5 separate regions of the Mus musculus genome follow, and regions 1, 3, 4 and 5 are each linked to region 2. The links are chromatin contacts, called in public HiCAR-type, HiChIP or PLAC-seq and Micro-C maps. All regions are on one chromosome and are shown on one strand. Each heading gives the region's core, a stretch centred on a gene start, on an enhancer-like site or on the middle of the called end of the contact. The rest is flanking DNA. Distances are from core to core; before and after follow the strand shown.

The links. Hi-C and Micro-C count contacts between places; a contact is called where the count stands out from the background. HiCAR-type assays count read pairs that join an accessible place to other places. HiChIP or PLAC-seq counts read pairs in DNA pulled down with a chosen protein or histone mark.
Region 1: a contact with region 2 is called in a Micro-C map of embryonic stem cells, with 3 times the contacts expected there. The contact joins the promoter of Tada2b here to the promoter of Crmp1 in region 2. A contact is called at or near these places in 1 of 39 promoter capture datasets (hippocampal neurons) and 2 of 484 Hi-C or Micro-C datasets (both in embryonic stem cells).
Region 3: a contact with region 2 is called in a HiCAR-type map of embryonic stem cells, with 4 times the contacts expected there. The contact joins the promoter of Zbtb49 here to the promoter of Crmp1 in region 2. A contact is called at or near these places in 5 of 39 promoter capture datasets (the SN4741 cell line, embryonic stem cells, frontonasal cranial neural crest and 1 more) and 5 of 115 datasets of contacts at active chromatin or transcription factors (astrocytes, embryonic forebrain, embryonic stem cells and 1 more).
Region 4: a contact with region 2 is called in an H3K4me3 HiChIP or PLAC-seq map of forebrain, with 4 times the contacts expected there. The contact joins the enhancer-like site here to the promoter of Crmp1 in region 2. A contact is called at or near these places in 1 of 39 promoter capture datasets (cranial neural crest), 5 of 115 datasets of contacts at active chromatin or transcription factors (astrocytes, embryonic basal ganglia, embryonic stem cells and 2 more) and 1 of 9 other capture datasets (embryonic stem cells).
Region 5: a contact with region 2 is called in an H3K4me3 HiChIP or PLAC-seq map of forebrain, with 4 times the contacts expected there. The contact joins the promoter of Nsg1 here to the promoter of Crmp1 in region 2. A contact is called at or near these places in 7 of 39 promoter capture datasets (cranial neural crest, embryonic stem cells, frontonasal cranial neural crest and 3 more), 2 of 484 Hi-C or Micro-C datasets (cortical neurons and embryonic stem cells), 10 of 115 datasets of contacts at active chromatin or transcription factors (astrocytes, craniofacial prominence, embryonic forebrain and 5 more) and 1 of 9 other capture datasets (embryonic stem cells).

The regions. Positions count from the first base shown.
Region 1 is chr5:36,483,029-36,485,728 of GRCm38.p6, reverse strand. It overlaps Tada2b (transcriptional adaptor 2B), which reads left to right and starts at 1,444. Exons shown (of 2, transcript NM_001170454.1): 1 at 1,444-1,941. The coding sequence starts at 1,672. Ccdc96 (coiled-coil domain containing 96) reads right to left here and starts at 1,141. Exons shown (of 1, transcript NM_025725.3): 1 at 1-1,141. The coding sequence starts at 1,077.
Region 2 is chr5:37,240,673-37,243,372 of GRCm38.p6, reverse strand. It overlaps Crmp1 (collapsin response mediator protein 1), which reads right to left and starts at 1,315. Exons shown (of 14, transcript NM_001136058.2): 1 at 848-1,315. The coding sequence starts at 1,228.
Region 3 is chr5:38,219,099-38,221,798 of GRCm38.p6, reverse strand. Zbtb49 (zinc finger and BTB domain containing 49) reads left to right here and starts at 1,345. Exons shown (of 8, transcript NM_029162.3): 1 at 1,345-1,476. Lyar (Ly1 antibody reactive clone) reads right to left here and starts at 1,317. Exons shown (of 9, transcript NM_025281.3): 1 at 1,164-1,317.
Region 4 is chr5:38,089,189-38,091,888 of GRCm38.p6, reverse strand. All of the region lies in intron 1 of Stx18 (syntaxin 18), which reads right to left. Among named protein-coding and RNA genes, the nearest start is that of Stx18, 51 kb to the right of the region's middle. Within about 2 kb of position 1,353, at least 13 of the 459 cell types and tissues checked have an H3K27ac peak or open chromatin away from gene starts, as enhancers often do. A contact at or near this core is called in forebrain, where this site is marked.
Region 5 is chr5:38,158,345-38,161,044 of GRCm38.p6, reverse strand. It overlaps Nsg1 (neuron specific gene family member 1), which reads left to right and starts at 1,302. Exons shown (of 5, transcript NM_010942.4): 1 at 1,302-1,654; 2 at 2,014-2,168. The coding sequence starts at 2,040.

The sequences.
Region 1 (2,700 bases), core at 195-2,694, 760 kb after region 2:
GAAGCGCCGCCACTCTTTCTCCACCCTGGTCTGCTTCTCTTGGCACTGCTGCTTCAGCTCCCGTACCTCCTGACGGTACCACTCTAAGTCGTCTGCCTCTTGTTTCTTCAGTTCCTCCAGCATGGCCAGATAGCGCAAGTATGCTTGCTCTTTCTCGGGAGATTCGGGTTCAGCGCTCTTGTCCCCAGGTTCCGCCGCTGCTTCCAGCCCCTTCTTGCGTAGGGTCTCGTGAATCTTCTGCTGTAGGTACATGTTGTAGCGCTGATAACGGTTCCGCTCCACTAGCAGGGAGTGGTACTGTTCCACCAGCTCGCCGCGCAGTTGCTGCTCTTGCAGCTTCTGCATGTCCGCTGTCCACTCAAACTCTTCAGTGGACGCCCCTTTTTGTTTCTCCTCTTCCTTGGCCTCTCCAGGGTGAAGTTGCTCTTCTGTGCTTTTGTGTCGTTCTCGATCTGTCCCCTCGATCTCTTCACTGTCTCTCTTCTTCAGTGACTCCCTTGCTTTCTCTTTCGCAGCTTGTGGGCCTGGGGCAGCCCCCTCCTCAACAATTGTGGTCAGCGGTAGAGATGGCCGGAACCGTGACTCCTTCCTCTTCTCCCTCTTCCCCTTGCCCTTCGGCTTCTCTGGCCTGTCCCGTTCCTCTCCCTCATCCTCATCCTCATCCTCATCCTCGTCCTCGTCCTCGTCCTCATCCTCGTCCTCATCCTCGTCTTCGTCTTTGTCCTCTGGTTCCTTGGACTCCGGCTTGGTCTTGGGCTGGGTCTGTGGCAGACTCTCTGGCTCTCGGGACACGGCCTCGCCCGCGGTCTCAGCGGCCCCCGGACTTTCCGGGACCTCAACATGCGCGTAATCGATCCCCTCCGAATCCTTCGCTTTTGAGCTGTCCGACACCGGCTGGGTCTCGCTCTCAGGCTCCCGCCCTTGCGTCGGCTCCGGCTCTGGCTTCGGCTCTGGCTCCTGCTCTACAGGGTTGGCCGGAGTCAGAGGTTCGGAGCTAACCTTGATCTCGAGCGACTGCCTGGCCAGGCCTTCCTCGGCTCGGTCTTTGCCCTCGATGTCCCCGTAGTGGCTGTCCATTTTCGACCCGCCGGCCCCGCTCTGAGGCCGGCTGATGCCTGCTGTTAGGTTTCCCGGGGCAACCAGGGCGCGCGGTGGGCCCCGCGATTGGTCACCCGCCTTCCATTTCTCTCCACCTCCCGGCAATATTAGGCCAATGAAGATCTGCGAACAGGTGAAGGGAGGCGCTAATTGGACGCTGGTTCCCGAGAGGCGTGGCCCGCACGGCCTACTTCCGGTCCGCGCCCCGCCGGCTGACAGGCTTAGGGCGGGGCCTCGCGGCTCCTCCAGTCCATGAGGCCGCGGGAGGCGCCGGCGCGCAGGCGCAGAGCAAAGACTCGGCTGTCCGCGAGAGGGCGCGCGGGGGGCGCCTGCGCGATGCGGCGGGGAGACAGCGGCTGCGGCGGCGGCGGCCGGGCCGGGCCGGAGGGCGCCTGCGTGCTGAGGCGGGACGCGGCCCGCCTGGCCGGCTCCGGCGGCGCCTGGGCGGGGGCGGCCGTGGCAGCGGCCGGCAGCGGCACGGGCGCGGCGGGCGCAGCGAGCCCGGCAGGCGGCGGGGCGCTGACGGCCGGGGGCGCGGCGGCTGCGGGCCGGGCGGCGGGCGAGCGGGGGAAGATGGCGGAGCTGGGTAAGAAGTACTGCGTGTACTGCTTGGCCGAGGTGAGCCCGCTGCGCTTCCGCTGCACAGAGTGCCAGGACATCGAGCTGTGCCCCGAGTGCTTCTCGGCCGGCGCGGAGATCGGCCACCACCGCCGCTACCACGGCTACCAGCTGGTAGACGGCGGACGATTCACACTCTGGGGTCCTGAGGCGGAGGGCGGCTGGACCAGCCGCGAGGAGCAGCTGCTGCTGGACGCCATCGAGCAGTTCGGCTTCGGCAACTGGGTGAGCGGCGGGCTACGGCTAGAAGGGAGGGCATGGCTGGCTGGCTCGGTGTACGTTGCGGAGGGCCGCAGGTGGTCGGATGGTTGTGTCCGGAACGTGTTGGTCACCAGCGGTCACACAGCTGGTAGAGCAGGGCCTTGACCCATTGCCCCGACACGGAGCTGTCTGCCCTTCACACTCGTCCTCAAGAGGTGTGCATTGAACGCGGGTAGAGGGTAGGCCCTGTGCGTTGCCAGGCTTATCCTTGAGTCAGATGGCAGCAAGCTAGATCCCACTGTCCTTTGCTGAGTTCCCCTAGTACGGTTGTGTTCTCCTGGGCATAGTGGTGGGGAAGGCCAGAAGCCTGGGGCTGCCCGTCCCGCCTGCACTTAGTCTGCATTCAGGGCTTCGTGTGCTTTCTGTGGGTGTCAGCATGTGCCCTGTGCTAAGGTTCTCAATGAGTAGCAGTATCTTGTTTAAGTCTTAGTCTCCACAGCACCCAGGACATGGTGTGATGGGTGGACAGTAAAGAATGAACAAAGGCGTGTTCCTGAAGAGGCATGGATCCTGGGGTCTGCTTTCTAGCTGTCAGGTTTCTGTAGAGGTAGCTCACTGGTAGTAAGAGCCTTCATGTGTGCCAGCCAGATAGTGTGCTGGGCTCCTGGTTGTTCTCTGGCTGTCTCTAAGGAGCTCTCCTTTCTATTCCTCACCTATGTTAGGGATGAGATCTGGCTGCATTGTCACCATTGCCTCCAAGAATATGTCACATCTTCAAGCTTT
Region 2 (2,700 bases), core at 66-2,565:
CGACCTGATTGAACTTAATTCTTGAAATGAGTCCACAGCTCTCTCTCCCCAGCCAGGGAACTTCTGGAGGGTGGGGCCAGGCTGCCGAGCCAGCCCAGCCCAGAGCTCAAGGGACAGCTTCCCAGAGCTGCTCCAACTTCTGTTTCCCAGACACGTGGCTCTGACCTCACCCACCCTGTCCAGGACTCTTCTGTCTGACCATCCGTATTCCCTGGTAAATTCCAACTTAGGGAAGAAAATCTCTAAAGCCCAAGCCCTGGTCATGTCTTTTCCTGAGGTCCCTCCTCACTTTCGGAAGTCGGGGAGTCCATACGCCTGGGTTCAAATCCCGGGTTCGCCTCCAATTTACACATCCAGGAGTGTCCTGGATGATTTCTTACTGCCCAGCATCTGAACCCTTAACCACATCGTCCCCCCAGGGAGGGGCGGGAGCAGCTGTATGAACAGAGTCATTCCGTGAACCTCTCCCAGAGCCAAGTGCAGCCTAAGCGTCCACGATCACTGGGTGAGCGGATAGATAGATGGAAGAAGACAGAGAATGCTCACCTTTTCACAGAACCCCAGAAGGTGAACGAGGCTTAAATTCACCTTACAGGTCCCTTAGCGGCAGCTGCAGCAACTTACTTCCCCTCTCAGAACCTGGCTTGGCTTTCTGAGGCTATGCTGGCCAACCCTGGCCTATCCTACAACCTCTCTGAACCTCTTGTAGGATGATGTGGGGGAGGGGCCGTAGCAGTCCCCCAGAACCTGGTGGCAGCGGGGCCCCCACACTCGCCCTCGCGCCACCCAAGCCCTGGGTCTCCAAGGGCCCCGCCCCCCACGTCCGGCCCACGTGCCCCGAGGGTACCTGGCCATTGTCCCGGCCGAGTGGCAGGTCGCGGGGCGCAGGACATCGGATGCGCAACGCTGGCGGTCTGTCATCGCGATCGCCTGGCGAACTGACAGCAGAGCCCGAGGGCTCGCTCACATCACTGGCCGTGTCTTCGCTGCCGCCGGGGCACGGCAGGCCCACGGCGTCGGGCCGGCCAGCGCTGCGTGGTGTGCGCGCGGAGCCGCGGCGGCCCACGCTGTAGGCGTCGAAGTCGATGGTCTTGTTCTCGTAGGCGCCCTCCACGGCGGCGAACATGCCGCCGTACTTCTGGCGCGGGGTCTGCGCCGCGCTGCCTGGCCGCGCCAGGTACACCGGCAGGTCGTCCTCCGTGTTCCACGCGCGCCGCCGCTCCGCCATCCCCGTCTCCGGCGGTCAGCTCTCGCCACCGCTGGCTCCGCGCTGAGCGCCTCGGTGCGGGCCCGCGGCGGCCCAAGCGCGACTGCGGTCGGGCAAAGAGGGAGGGAGGAAGGGCCGGGGCGTGGCCCGCGAGGGGCGTGGCCGGGGCGGGGCGGAGCCTACGGTGACCAAGACCAGCGCCACTGCCAGCTACAAAGGACCGTGGAGGCGGGGACAGCGGCCGGGGCGGGGAGGATGGTGACGTGCAGTAGCCGCAGCGCGGAGGGCGGGCGGCCGAGCCGCAGTGCCCTCCACGCACCCGGCTCTCCGCCTCTAGAAGGAGCGCAGGGCGCGGGCAGAGACGGGGTGGGGGCGGTGCGCGGGTGCACAACACACATACACACACGCACGTACACACGGTTAAGCTTCACCTCACAAACAAGAGTTGCACAGACATCAGCATGTCTGTACATGGTACATACACCCAAATCAGGTACCTCCGCGCTCCCTCCAGACAGCTAGCACACCATAGATACACACGCACACGCTCACACACGCTCGCGCGCGCACACCAGAGATTCCCTGTCAGGCAACCCCACGCACCACCAAAAATCATACAAAAATTAAATGATCTTAGATGCACAGTCAGAGGCATACACATCCAACTCCCCATTGGCTCACTCGACACTACTACACTGATTGCCTGATAGGATCTGGCACTAGTGTAGGTGCTGGGCACAGGACTAAGAGTAGAATGAAATCCCTGGTGTCAAGGGCCAGCTTCTAAAAGGTATGATAGAGAATGCAGCCTGCAGCACTCAGGAACAGAGGTTCCTATCCCATAGCAAGGAGGTCATGTTAGCATTACACTCCCAGACACTTGTCACTGAACCAATGACTCACACTCGTGCTGGATACACAGCCCAACAACATCTCAGGGTAAAGAATTTCCACACCACTACCAAAAGCAACCTCACAAAGGCTCCTTCACACACAGGCCTGTAGACTGCTGATAGGGAATTCGTGCACATCCCTACCAGACACGAGGGAAGGAAGAACTCTTGAACAGAACACTTAGGAAACAAATATGCAGGGATAGACACACAGGCAGTAGGCAATGACCCAGACGATAGCCTCCATCTATGGGCAGCTCCCACATCCTGAATACAGCCCACTCCAACTATGCCTGGAGCTTAATGTCTAGACTTGAGGGGCTTCTTTAACCAGGAAGAAGTATGGAGACTTGGGATCCCCTCATTTATTTATGACTTTCTAGCATAGGGGTTATGAGATTCCCTGGGGACCCAGGAATCTCAGCTGTGCTCTCTGGATGGAAGGCTCACAAGCTGCCAGCCCCCTAGGCAGACAAGTCCAAACTGGCAATCAGGATTGCTGGGGAACAGTAGGAAGCCGATTCAGCATCTGTCCCTTCAGTTAGCTTCCCCGGGCTAGGAGCTGTCCTTTCAGCACCCCACCAAAGGTCAGAGAAGTCT
Region 3 (2,700 bases), core at 96-2,595, 980 kb before region 2:
TTAATCCCTGAGCCATGCCTCCAGCCCCCTACCTTGTCTCTCTCTCTCTCTCTCTCTCTCTCTCTCTCTCTCACTGGGAGTTTATTAAGCGAGCTGGATAGAGAGCCACAGGGTTCTGTCACCACATCTTGCTTTTTAACCTGGGTTCTGGGCATGGAAATTCATGTCCTCATGCTTGTGTGTCAAGCACTTTACAGACTGGACTATCACTTGTTTAACTCATGTACACACAGAGACAATATTTGCCCTAAAACCAGGCCATCTTAAAGGCCAGGCAGGCAACTGCTCCCTTTAAACTTCAATTTCTCCCCATCTCTGAAATAGGGAGTCGGCCCACTATAACTAGGCACAAGCTCCTTCCAGAATTCCTAGAAATCACAGGTACACTAAAAGATAAAAAAACAGCACATATCTCCACCCTCTTGGGACCCCAGGGGAAGACTATGAGTGGGCCACATGTTTCCACTGAAGCTCAAAGAATCCAAGCCATGCCCCTGCTTCGGTAGAGGCAGTTCAAGTCTCCTCACCACAGCTTCATATGAATAACTTGCAGGTGTTAGGCACTACGGTAGACACTAAACTCTTGACACAATTTGAGCAGGCTTCATATCCCTGGGCTTCGCTGGGCAGAAGCTAGGCTTTCGGGCACATAGACCCCTATCATCTCTCTTACCTCTATCTCCTAGGAGGTAGCTGCTGCAGGAAAAATCCTGACACATGCTGAGCAACCACTATACGCCAAGCCTTTTACCCCTGTAAACTTCACACACACCCTAAATTAGATTCTCTGGTATCCCTTTTGGACAGACGTGGAGCTGGGCACCACTAGGTTAAGTAGCTTGTATCTAGATCGATATTTGGGGGTTCGCGGGCACTTAGGTCTTTGGTCCTCTGAGCTCCAGGAGCCATAAGGTCCTTCCTCCGGACCTAGTTCTCGAGCCTCAGAGAAAAGCCCTCTCCCCATCAGCCAGCAGGTCTATAAGCCCTGTGCGCTGAGGACTAACCGTACCATCTGGCCGGCCCCGAGTGCCGGACTAAAAACCGGGATGCAATATCTCCAGGAACTCAAAAGGCTAGGTTTTGCCCGCGAGCGAGTCCTCAAGGAAGGCAGCCATGCCACCATCGCCCTTCCTCCATGTCCCGGGGCTCCAAGCAGTTCTCACCTGTCAGCCGACCCCGCCAACGGTCTCAACCGGCCGCCGGGAGCACGTGGAGCGGCAGCCACCCAGCGTAGCACCGCCACCGGCTCGCCCAGCCACCCCGCGCAGAACTCAATCCCGGCGGCGCGCGCCAACGCGCGTGCGCGCAGAGGCCACGCCCCTCCCAGACGGAAGTGACGGCGGCGGAAGTTGCCGATGAGCTGCCGAGGGGGCGTTGTCGGAATGGTTCCGAGGCGGTTGGAGTCCTGCAGTTGACACCGAGAGTGCGACGAGAAAGGGTGTCAGGGAGGCGGCCGGGCGAGAGCGGCCTCCGCGGGTAAGGCGGCCCGGGACACTCGACTCCCGTGGGTTGGCGCGGGTAGGGTGCGCGCGGCTTACTCGCAGCGCTGTGTGATGGGGCTCGGCGGAGCACAAAGCTAAGCTCCGGGCACCGGAGCCGGGCCTCCTCCTTCCTGCAGTCACCCTTGCTGCGGTCTGCGCCGCTCTTGGTGTCTGCGTCGCCCCGAGATAGGAGAGGCGCTTATTTCCCCGGGCCCCTAAGCCGCCCCCTGCCTCACTCACCGCGTGATCCTAGGTGCCATGGTGTTCCATCTGTAGGATGCTATTACTGCAGCGCCTACTCCTCGGGACCACGGCAGGTGCTGGGCGCGCCTCTGTGGGAAAGACAGCATCTGGTATACGTTAGTGGGCACTGTTGCTTAAATGACTGAATGAACGTCCAGCAGGCTATGAACAGTATTGTGAGAAACCTCAACCCAGGCGTGGGCGTTTGTTGGTGACAGAGACGTCTCCTGTTTGCTGTGGCTCCTAAAGCAAGGGACAACAGATGAGGTGGTTCAGATGAGAGAGCTTTAGTTTCTCACACTTCTAGAGGACGGCGGGCCATGAATGTGGTGTCATCGGGTTTGCTTGCTTTAGAGGACTGTCCTGGCTTACTGGTGGTCACTCTTGCTGTATCCCCACACAGTCTTCCCTCTGTGCCATCGCAGCTCAGGCATTTCTGCCACAGAACCCATCCGAAGAGGCTCTTTTTAATTTTTAAAATACAGTTGCCTTCTTAAGGGTGTAATTGCTACAGGTATTCAAATTCTGAGGTTCTGGAGAACGCAACGGAATGCATAAAGAGCCCATTAGGTGGTATGCCCTTGTAACACCAGCACTGGGGAGGTGGCGATAGGTGGATTCCTGAAATCAGTGAGCCTCACACCTCAGTAAGAGACCCTTTCTCAAAAAAAAACAAGGTGGACGACTCCTGAGGAACAATGCCTGAGGCTGGCTTCTGGCCTCCACACATATGCACCCTTGTCTACACAAAACATGCACATATATCTGCACATACATTCAGAAAAAGGCATAAAGATAGGCACAGTAGTTAACAACGCCTAAGGACCCCTGTAAAGCTTGATATAAACAGCTTCAGGGCAAACCTCCCACAAATCATCCACCAGTGTTAACTGCCTGACAGAATTACCCCACCAAACTCTGCCGTGGGAGCCTTTTGGTTAAAATTCTGGTGTGGGCTCCTCTTCCCTTCATTTAC
Region 4 (2,700 bases), core at 104-2,603, 850 kb before region 2:
ACTCAAGTATGGTTAGACTGCTCACTTGTTTAACAAGCACTGATGGAGTTTGTCCAACCCTGAGTGGTTTGTCCAACCACTCTCAAACACATTTTCTTTCTTGTTCCAAGGGCCCTGCCATTTGCACTGATCACCACTGTTCCCATAGCCAGTTGGGAACACGACCTTTGTAGAAGAAAACTAACACATCTCTGGTCACATACTGAGTATACAGATCTCAAGCTCAAGCTCAGCCCTGAGTCCGTACTGGGCACGGTTTCTCGTTACCACAGCTGCTTCCTCATGGTCTGCCTCTTTCCTGTGCAAGCTGCGTTGTCAAATCTCACTATTAAGTCTGATGGGGAAAAGTATGAGCTGCACAGGCATGGTCTATCACACCTCATGCAAGATTTGGTAAAGCGATTCTTCTGATTGGCCTATGACATGCACTGTGGACCAGGATGGCCTCACCCACAGGAACATGCTTGTCTTTCCTCCAAAAATGAAGGATTAAAGGTGTGGCCACCACTCCTACCTCTTCAATTTAGTCCTTCACACTGACTTGTTTTTGGTTTTTTGTTTGTTTGTTTGTTTTTTGGTGTTGTTGTTTTTTCCTATTCAAGAAGTATAGTGAGTATGAAAATTCTCAGTGAGTTAGCTGCACACCTTTCCCCTGTCCACTAGATGGCAGCATGAACCTTAAAGCAGAAGCAATACCAGTTCATCCAAGACTGCCATTTCCCCCCACGGGCTTTTAAACTTTTCTGGTTCTTTCTTTTAGTTGGAATCAAAGGATTCCTTCAAGTTAATTTTTATGCACTGGCTGAAATTTAAAGGACATTGTTTTACACCTACATGTGTACTCTGGATGAATTTGGAAAGTTTTTACAATATGGTATTGGGCACAAAAGGTGTTTAGAGGAACGTGGCTGCCATCTGACAGTGTGGCGGCAGCTCCAGCTTTGTTTATGTGTCATCTACTCAACAGCTTGGCTATCTGCTCCTCTGTGTGTACTTTGCAAATTATCCAAAGCAAGATAAACTAAAAGTAAAGCCCTGTGCCAAATTGTGAGACTCGTCAGAATGGCTGCTCTATTGATGCTGGGCAGTTCAAAGCAGTAGACAGTGTCTTTTTCTGATCACAGCAGTGGTCTGACTTGTAGCCTTCTCCCCTGCTCAAGATGGTAGGAACTGTGTTCTGCAGGCACACACAATACTACCAACAAAGACTTGATAAAGTTCAGAACACTAAGTACCGATCTGCATAATTTGCCTCTGAAAGAAGCAAGCATTGTTCAAGATTAAAGAGACTCCAGTAGGATCCCCTGGCATACTGTAAAAAGTTCTCTTAACACAAAAGCATTATTTATTTTTCATTCAGTCAGTGAACACAGCTTGCCCTGTCAGTTAGGGTACAGCATGACCAGAAGGGCTGGTGCTGTGGTATGAGAGCTTGCCAGCTTCTGATAAACCAGAGTGAGTTTTCACAAGGATTGGTTCCCAGGCTTAACCTGGGAACTACTAACTTCAGTCTTAACAGAAAAGGAAATGACCACAAATGCCTGAGAAATCACAGACTAGCACGCATCTGGAGTGCATGGACCCCACTGAAGTCACAAAAATTAAGAAGGTTGAGAACCACTGCACTAGAGGCTTCTGGGTGGTTCCTTTACAATCCTCACAGCACCTCTCCTTCCCCCAGGCCGTCTCCTGAGCTTTCGCAGCATGGCTACCATTGAGGACTGCCCTCTGCTTGCACTAAGCTGTATAACCTGCTTCCAGAGTTCAGCCCTTGGCTGGACACTTTCCATTTTGGGTAGACTCATTCCAATCACAACTTTATTCACAAGCCTATAAAATATCCACCCAGGCCCACTCTCTCTACGTTCCAGTTGTCTTCTGGACACTTCACTGGTGCATCAAAGGAAGTATGTCCTGGAAGGACACTAGAGCAACCACTCTACTCTACTCTAGCTCACTCACAGTTGTCCCATCACCCTAAAGACTTGATATTCTCTCTCACTTCCTCTCTCTCAAGTCCCAAGCCAGAAAATCACAGGCCTCCATTATGCCCACCAGTTAAACCATACCTGTGAGTTCTGCCTACTCACCTTGCTAAGTATCTGCTATAGAAGCTGGCCCCTTCCTGCACCTCAGTGCCTGGCTCTTAGCAGGCTCCTGATCATACCCTTGTCTTTCCCATCACTGACCACTCAGTTACTGGGTCCACAGAGGCTCTACCTGTGGCACCATGATTCTCCTCTCTCTGTGTCTTCGAAAATCGTCCTGAGGCCAGCTGACTGAATCTGATCCTCATCGGCTGTGTATGTAAAGTGCTGCCAGTCTGGGTCTGTTCTGGACTCCAACTGAGAACCAGCTTGTTCTACTACAGAATGGCTCCCAGAATTCAATGCATCTTCTACGAAACACACAGGAACCATGTACACCAGACATTACTTTTTCTAGTCTCACCCTTGTAATGTAACTTCCCATAGTCTTGAATGGCAGACAGTAGGGCTGGCTGAACACTGAACAAAGATGAGTAGTGTGTTCTGTGGGAGGGCACAGTGACCTAGAGCTCAGGGAACTAGCAGCTGACTTAACAACTTGAAAGGTATGGCTTCCTTCCTATTAGTAAGCTCCTAGCCCCCAAACAAAACAAATAGCCCCCAGAAAACAAACATGCTGTGTTCTTAGTGTGAATGCAAACCAAAAGGACTC
Region 5 (2,700 bases), core at 53-2,552, 920 kb before region 2:
TGAGGCTTTGTCCTTGAAAGGTGGCAGTGTGTCTTGCGCACTTTGTGTTTCTGATGCCCTTCATGGGGTTCAGATACAAGCAAAGAAAACCACACAGAAGTAATGTGCAATCCCCAGGCCAGCAAGTCGCGGCATAACCCTGGCTGTCTAGGGGATAGCCTGATCCTGGGCTGTCTTGGAGGGAGAGGGTGTGATCCTATTGCTCTTGTGAGGATTCTGACTGCAGAGTAGGCTAGTGCCGTGAAAAGGCTGGAGACTGAGATAGAGATAAAGCCTTTCTCTTACACAAACTAGACAGTCTGACTGGTAGGCCCCGTGATGCCTGCAGGCTAGTGCCTGGGTGGTTTCAAACTCCTTTCTCAGCTGCCAAGAGGACAACCTGATGTCAGACAGGTGTCTTCAAGCCCTTCCCTCAGCCTGGAGAAGCCCAGAAAGGCACCCGAGATGAGACTCTGGGCCCTAGTCAGGCTGACCTGACTTGACTCAATGGCATCCGGGACCTTGTCAAGGCCTGGGCAGAGAAACCCGGGCAAACCTCCCCCCACCCCTTTAAAGAAGGGGCCCTCCTGGAGAGTCTGGAATTTGGACCTATATAGGCTGCTGTTGAAGGTTTCTGTTATTCTCCAGGTTTCTCTGGGGAACAGAATGATGGCCGCAGATGATGAGGCGCTGCTCCTCCCGCGCCGGCCCTCAGCCCTACTCCTTTTGTAGCTTCGCTTTCACATCCAAGTAGTCTTCCCTATCCTGCATCCTGCAAACAAGGCCGACTAGAGGTCTGTAAAGTGCAGTGGCCTTCATTAGGGTGGCCGCCTGGGGCACCGGTCAGCCTAGAACCTCATTCTTCCTTTTGGGTCTCTATGCTATCCATGCGGACTGCAGCTGCGGTCGGGAGATTCCCACCTCCCCTTCCGCCTTGACCACTGACAGCTTTGGCTAGTCTGCCTCTTGAGCAGAACTTTGAGCTCTGAACACCTGGCCTCTTGTTCCCACACTCTAGGCATGCATCCCTAGTGGGACAGCACTACCTCACATCCTGCAATCTCCCTCTTTTTATAGGGACCCGCCCTCATTTTCCTTCCCTCTCCCACTTAGCCTCACACTAAGAGCCACCGAGGTGTATCACCTACACTGTCCTCCGAAAATCTTTGTCATCCTTCAGATCTGATTGACAGTGGGCCGGCACCTTGCCTTCATCCACCTTTGGGGCTCCCTGGCTTCCCATTATCTCCTCCTCCCTCCTTCCCTTCCTTCCCCCCAATCTCCCCGCGCTCGGCCGCCGCCCCAGGGTTGCGCAGCCCGCTCGGGTATTCCCTTAGTCGGGCATTGGGAGTCTCAGGTTCTCCTTCCTCCGGTCGGGGAGCGCGCGGGGTCCCCGGGGGACCCCCACTGCAGTCGCGTGCTCCTTTGTGCGACCGATCCGCGCGCGGGCGGCGCTGCGTCAAGGCGGAGGCGCATCCGCGCGGCCCCACGCGCACTCCCGCGCGCGGCCCCCGGGAACGGCAGGAAGGAGGCGGCGCGCGGAGGCGGGAGGCACAGAACCCAATCGCCGATCCCCCGGCCGCGGCGCCGCCTCCGCCATTGCTGTGCGCGGGAGCGGGCGACACTGAGCCTCGGAGCGCGCTTGGAGCCCAGATCTTCCGGAGCCAGGCGTGGGGTGAGTGCGGGTGGCGAACGGGGAGGGCAGAGGAGCATCTCTCAAGCAGAGGGCCGCGGGAGACCTGCAGGAGGCCAGTGCCACCCGACAGGGTACGCGTCCAGAAAGGCTGGGCACGGGTAGCGTCCCCTTACCCGGCCGTGATGCGCCCTGCGGGATGGGAGTCTAGAAATGTTAGTCAATACACAGCCTGAGACTCTGATCTGGCTAGATCGCCGCGTCCCTGCTACCTCTCTGGGGAGATAAGGCGGGGACAGCGACCGCGGAGACAGCGGGTGGGTGTGCGGAGTCCTTCTGGCTGTGCCCCGCCCGGTCGGGCCACGGCTCGCCCTGACCCCCGCGCGGCCCTCCCTCCGCAGGCCGCAGCCTCGTGTCTTTCGCAACCATGGTGAAGTTGGGGAATAATTTCGCAGAGAAGGGCACCAAGCAGCCACTGCTGGAGGATGGCTTCGACACCATTCCTTTGATGACGCCCCTCGATGTCAACCAGCTGCAGTTCCCACCCCCAGATAAGGTATGAGCCCCCCGCGACATTCCCGCGCTGCTGAGTGTGCACCCCTAAATCTTCGGCTGCAACTGAAACAAAAGAAACGCCTTGTGCGCGTGGAGAGGTGGAGGCGGGCTCAGCCAGGAGGAGGAAGGCAGGGAGAGCACAATGTACCCTCGTGATTATGGGTTTGGTGATGCTGGAGACCCCCCTCCCCCGCCTTAGATGACACCTTTGTCTCGGCAAGACTCCTCAGTGGAAGTCCCCCTCTTGATTTGGGGGAGTCTTGTGAGAGCGTTGCTTGTTGGTATGGGGGGTCAGGAGTGATCTTAGGGAGCTAGCTGGTCCTTATGCTTTCCTTGTGCGGGGGTTTCAGCTCCACTTGCCTCACTGGGTGTGTGCTGATTCCTCTTTGTTCCTTTTGTGACATCTCCAGATCTGAGCTCGAGCTTGGCAATGCTAGTGTAACCAGGACCATCTTTATCCTGATGGTATTTTTTTCCCCTGACTTAAAGACTCCTCTCTTAAACACTACATCCAGCGGGGCATCGTTTTCAAG